Regions from separate parts of the Sus scrofa genome. Here region 1 is linked to region 2. The links are chromatin contacts, called in public Hi-C maps. All regions are on one chromosome and are shown on one strand. Each heading gives the region's core, a stretch centred on a gene start, on an enhancer-like site or on the middle of the called end of the contact. The rest is flanking DNA. Distances are from core to core; before and after follow the strand shown.

The links. Hi-C and Micro-C count contacts between places; a contact is called where the count stands out from the background.
Region 1: a contact with region 2 is called in a Hi-C map of epiblast stem cells, with 2.1 times the contacts expected there. The contact joins the promoter of DACH1 here to the enhancer-like site in region 2. A contact is called at or near these places in 4 of 47 Hi-C or Micro-C datasets (embryonic fibroblasts, epiblast stem cells, omental adipose tissue and 1 more).

Annotation. Positions count from the first base shown.
Region 1 is chr11:44,186,462-44,189,212 of Sscrofa11.1, reverse strand. DACH1 (dachshund homolog 1) reads left to right here and starts at 1,447. Exons shown (of 11, transcript XM_001924267.6): 1 at 1,447-2,435. The coding sequence starts at 1,591. It overlaps LOC106505309 (a long non-coding RNA gene), which reads right to left. Exons shown (of 3, transcript XR_002336559.1): 1 at 2,628-2,751.
Region 2 is chr11:43,621,643-43,624,468 of Sscrofa11.1, reverse strand. No RefSeq gene overlaps it. Among named protein-coding and RNA genes, the nearest start is that of DACH1, 560 kb to the left of the region's middle. Within about 2 kb of position 1,473, at least 3 of the 83 cell types and tissues checked have an H3K27ac peak or open chromatin away from gene starts, as enhancers often do. A contact at or near this core is called in epiblast stem cells, where this site is marked.

The sequences.
Region 1 (2,751 bases), core at 198-2,697, 560 kb before region 2:
GGTTTTTAAGCATAGCTATCCGTTCTGCCTTTACAAGTGAACTAGTGAGCTTTGTTTGTGTTCTTTTCATTATTTACAAAACATATTTTTTACTGACAAACTGAGAAGGACCTTCCCAGAATACACTGTTACTTTTCAAATACAATATATACATCTATGTATTGTTATTCACATATCACATTAGCAACTAGCCTTGGGTCTTAAAGGACTTGAGGATTGTTGGTGTCTGTGCAAGACAGGTGAATTAGTTATGGAGTTAGGGAAGAAAAAATTAGGATGTTCTTTTTTCCCCTCCCCACTTTCTAAACCTTCGAGGGTGCCTGATCTCGAATTCTCCCAGTATAATAGACATTTCTGACCTGGCTTTGGGGCAAAAATGAAGTTATTCCGAATCATCCACATCATGGCAAGCATTTCTTTCTTTCCACAATTAGGAAATAAGGAATTGAATAGAGAGCACTCCATTATTCTTAAGCGATTTCAGACTGACTTTTCCCCCACAACTTGAAAACTCTCCTGGCGTTTTCACTATCTTTAAATAAATAATTGAATCGACAGAGAAAATAACCAGACGCATGAAACATACGCTTTGCTTCCATATGGATTTTCCTCAAAATAATTTCTTACTAATCATGAAGTGAGAGTATGTCTTTTCATTTATATCTCATTGCAAAAGCGAGCGGAGACACATCCTAAATCCTTGAAGGAGAGCTCGGAGCGCTCTGGCTCCCTTTAAGTTGGCAGCCGATTGGTTTGAAGGTTTTGGGAAAAAATTACCGGTCTTCGAGGACAAAGTGGAGTATTAAGACCGAGAATCTAGCGGTAGTAGAAGAGAAGATCTCCCTCCGCTTTTCCGATCGCCACTTGCGTGCCCCGGCTTTTCCTCTCCGTCCCTCCCTTAGTTTCTTTCCTTATCCTCCCCCTCCCCTCCTCCTTTTCTTGTTCACTCGCTTTCCCTGGGTCTCGCGCTCTCGGAGTCTCTGCTCCGAGTTCCTGGTTGGATAATTTGGGTTAATACTAGTGAGTGAGGTTTTTGCGGCTTCAAAGGGTATTTCAAGTTTCCGGAGCTCCTCCCCTCTGCACCGTGTGACAACAACAACTCGTCCAGCCGGCAGCCTGCACTTTTCAGCTCATTTTCTCTCTGTCATTCCCCTCTCAATCTTTGATCAATGTACTTGCCAGGGAGAACCCAAGTCCTTCAAACCTCCTCCTTTTCACCTTCATCCTTAACTTTGTGCTAGAGCGGGACCCACACAACAACAGCCGACCCTCCCCGCCCCCGCCCCCACCCCCCCACACCAGCCCCCGATCCCAGCCCCCGGAGAGGACTCGCATTTCGACTTGCGGGACACTTTTGTGCGTTTCTCTCCAGAGCGCCTCTCGCGCTCGCCCCTCCTGCGCTCGCTCTTTCTTACCCTCACCTCCTTTTTCTTCCCTTCTCTCCCCTTCGCCTCCTCGTCCTCTCCCAGAGTTGTTGTTGTTGTTGTCCCCTAGCTCCTTCTCCCCCCCTTTTTCCCCCTTGCCCTCCCCGGGGTGTGTGGCAACTTTTCCCCTCGCTTCTCCTCCTTCTGTTTCCCCTTATATGTGACCATGGCAGTGCCGGCGGCTTTGATCCCTCCGACCCAGCTGGTCCCCCCTCAACCCCCGATCTCCACGTCTGCTTCCTCCTCCGGCACCACCACCTCCCCCTCCTCGGCGACCTCGTCTCCGGCTCCGTCCATCGGGCCCCCGGCGTCCTCAGGGCCAACTCTGTTCCGGCCGGAGCCCATCGCTTCGGCGGCGGCGGCGGCCACAGTCACCTCCACCGGTGGCGGCGGCGGCAGCGGAGGCGGCGGCGGCAGCGCGGGCAACGGAGGCGGCGGCGGCGGCGGTGGCGGCGGCGGCGGCGGCGGTGGCGGCAGCAACTGCAACCCCAGCCTCGCGACCGCGAGCGGCGGCGGCGGCGGCATTAGCGCTGGCGGCGGCGGCGCCTCCAGCACCCCCATCAACGCGAGCACCGGCAGCAGCAGCAGCAGCAGCAGTAGTAGCAGCAGCAGCAGCAGCAGTAGCAGCAGCAGCAGCAGTAGCAGCAGCAGCTGCGGCCCCCTCCCCGGGAAACCCGTGTACTCGACCCCGTCCCCAGTGGAAAACACCCCCCAGAATAATGAGTGCAAAATGGTGGATCTGAGGGGGGCCAAAGTGGCTTCCTTCACAGTGGAGGGCTGCGAGCTGATCTGCCTGCCCCAGGCTTTCGACCTGTTCCTGAAGCACTTGGTGGGGGGCTTGCACACGGTCTACACCAAGCTGAAGCGGCTGGAGATCACGCCGGTGGTGTGCAATGTGGAACAGGTTCGCATCTTGAGGGGACTGGGCGCCATCCAGCCCGGAGTGAACCGCTGCAAACTCATCTCCAGGAAGGACTTCGAGACCCTCTACAATGACTGCACCAACGCAAGGTAAAGTGCGGGGGGCAGCCTCCGCCGCCCGAGGTCCCTTCCCACCCGCCTCCTCGCCCTTTCCTCGCTCCCTTCCCCGCGCCGCTCGCTCCGCGCGCCCGCGAGCCGCGCGCCCCGGCGAGCGCGGCCCTCTCGTCCCTTTCCTCGGGGCTCTGCGGCCGCTCCCGACCCTCAGAGAAGTTGGCACCTCACCCTGCCCAGATCTCGCTCTTCCGGCCGGGTCCGCCCCTTGCTCTCCAGGGCGCCGGGGCTCGAGTGCTGTGGCACGCGGAAACCCCAAGCTTCGGGGCCGAGGGAGCGGGAAGGAGGAGGATGA
Region 2 (2,826 bases), core at 224-2,723:
TATATATGTCTCAGAAAATTTTGTTCTAAGGATTAAAATTCTTGGTATTACTCAGGGAAGCTGGATACCTGAGAGACGATTGAGATAATAAGTGAAATACTGAGATGATTAATTTGCTTAATAAGACTTTTGTCCATTTTCCCTAAGTTTTATAAGTATATAGACTACCTTTTATGTTTTCAAGACAGTTCATCACCTAAAATTTTTCAAACTATATGCGTTCTAATTTTGATCCTAGCATTGATTTGATGTCATTGATCTTCCAAGGATAGATCATTAACCCCATCTAGTAAAACAGCAACAACAAAAAAATGCTTAGTCTTTCACATGTTGAGTGAATGCACCAGTTTAAAAGGAATTCCCTGGGCTATACCCAATGCAAACAAATGCCCTTTTGCTTATCCAGTGTTTGGCTGTTTTCTCATAAAAAGGGACAGTTGGGACTTTATATAGTTGTCCCTTTTGTCATTCAGCTTTCCTCAGAGCAAAAAGAGAACATTTTGGCTTTAGACTGATTATTCAATGGAAGTCAAAAATATAATCCCCTTCTAGATAATTCTTAAATTACATACATGCTGATAACCTCAGTAGGGCTTAGTAAAATATATATAATGTATTTTGAGTTTGTTTGTTTTAAATGAGACTTTAATTAATTAGGCTAGATTAATTATGTCTCAATTTGTTTCAAAGATGTCCAATACAATCTCCAGGAAATATCCCGGCAGGAACCATTTCATTCACATCAATAAACATTCTTTCCACTCCCCAAACTATTTCTCTTTTTAATCTTAAGGCAGGATAAAAGTCATTGATTGCAAAATAATTAAAATATATTAATCAATCATTATAATTACTCATTTTCTTCCTATAGTTTGAGGTTATACATTTCATTTAGAAAATGCTGAACACAAATATATATATATAAACAGTCATTTGCTGAAATGTAAAGATATTATTATTATGTTTATGATAAAAACAGCTTGCTTTTTTTCTTTTCTCTAACTCACTTTCAACAATATAGACTGTCCTGGGATTCATAGGGTTAGGTACCTTTGTAATAAAAAAGGGTGCTAAAATTTTGACTTTGACCATGAAATTTGTTCCACTCTTCTAAAGAAACATCATGAACCTGTAAAGGGATTTTAACAACATGTCTTTCAAAGTCAAACAATGCAATTCTTATTCAGAGAAGGATGCATTGACTGGTAATGAGGTGTGAGAAGTTTCAAATAGCTTGGTGTGGGACCAAGGTTAATATAATTATGGACCACAAACCCCAAGAAATCATTCACTCTCTTACGTCTGAACTACCATCCTGCAATAAAATGTGGTCTTTCAGTCTTCAGCGCGCTGATTTAAAATGATCTATTGATCTGGACTAAAGAAAGACGAATATACGGAGGAACTGAGGCGGCCTCTAAGTGACAATGAGCAGAACCTGAGGAATGTAACTGTGGGATAGGGAAATCTTTCTACAAAAGGCGATGGCAAGAGCTGGGACTTTAAAGAACAATGAGGAAGATTCCAAGAGGAATGCCATTCTTGTGGTCCCTGAGAAAATGCATTTAAAAAATGTCAGGAACTATAGAGGAGAATCACACAAGTGAATGAAAGATGGGTTCTTTGCAGTTGCAGACCCAGGCAGGAGTCCCCCCAAAATCATATGACTTCGGGAACTTGGTTTCTAAAGTTTTTAGAATCTTGTTTCTAAATTTTTTTTTTTTATTTTTAAATTTTTTATATTGGGGCAAATGAAAAATGCATCAAGAAAAAGGCCCATCAAATCTTCCTATTATAGATATTTTCATGTGTGTTCTGTGCAAAAAGCAATAGTATTGAGATATTGTTTCCCCAGTCTGTATGTACCTTCTTATTTTTGATTACTCTTGGGCACATTTGAGTACTCATGCCTTATAGATAATTGTTTAAGAATTATATATTACAAAATAGTGCCTATAATTTTTATTTTGTATTACAAACAAGTTACCTTTAAAAAGTAGATGATAGGTTTGAGAAATCCTTTGTGTCTGAGCAGAAAATGTACTTGATAGTACAATTTTAAATGATTCTTTTACCATTAAACATTCTGCTATTTCAGTTACATATGTCTTTAGGTTTAATTAATTTTGTCTCTATTGCATTATTCCATGAGAATCTCCTTAAGTTATAGAGAAGTAATTATTTTCTTCCCTCCAGCATAAAAACAAAATATACACAATGATATTTATTCTATTTAAACATCAGCATAGATATTGTATGAACATATGTCAGGATTAATCATATTTATGAGGGGATTTAGAAACTTTAGTATTTAAGAATTAAAAGCAATATAAATGAAATATTTCCATTTTCTTTGTCTCCCACCTCATCCAGACTTGCTTTCCCATTCCACAAAACTTCCTTAACCACTGACTCTAGTTTTCCTCACTCATATTAACCCTTCTGGGGTTTCACAAGGATCTGAATAGTTGTGTGTGATTCAGGTTGTTCCTGAGAAAGCACCCAGCAAGTATGCTGTCAACTGAGCCCTTAAGGCTGTTATTGGAAATGAGAAAGAAATAATCACAATTTGAAAGGAGTATGTGTAATGTGGTAGGAAATACATGGCCCTAGACTCGGTAAACTTGTGTGTAAATCCTGACTTTGCCAAATAATTAGTTAAGGTTATGACGCAAGTCTCTTCTATACAGAAGGGGTATTATAAGATTTAACTGAAGGTAATTATGTGCTATTTTATTGTTTATATTTACCATCTATGCATTTAGTTTTATATTTATTAAATATTATATATATCATAATGTAAATATTATAATATATATATAGGGT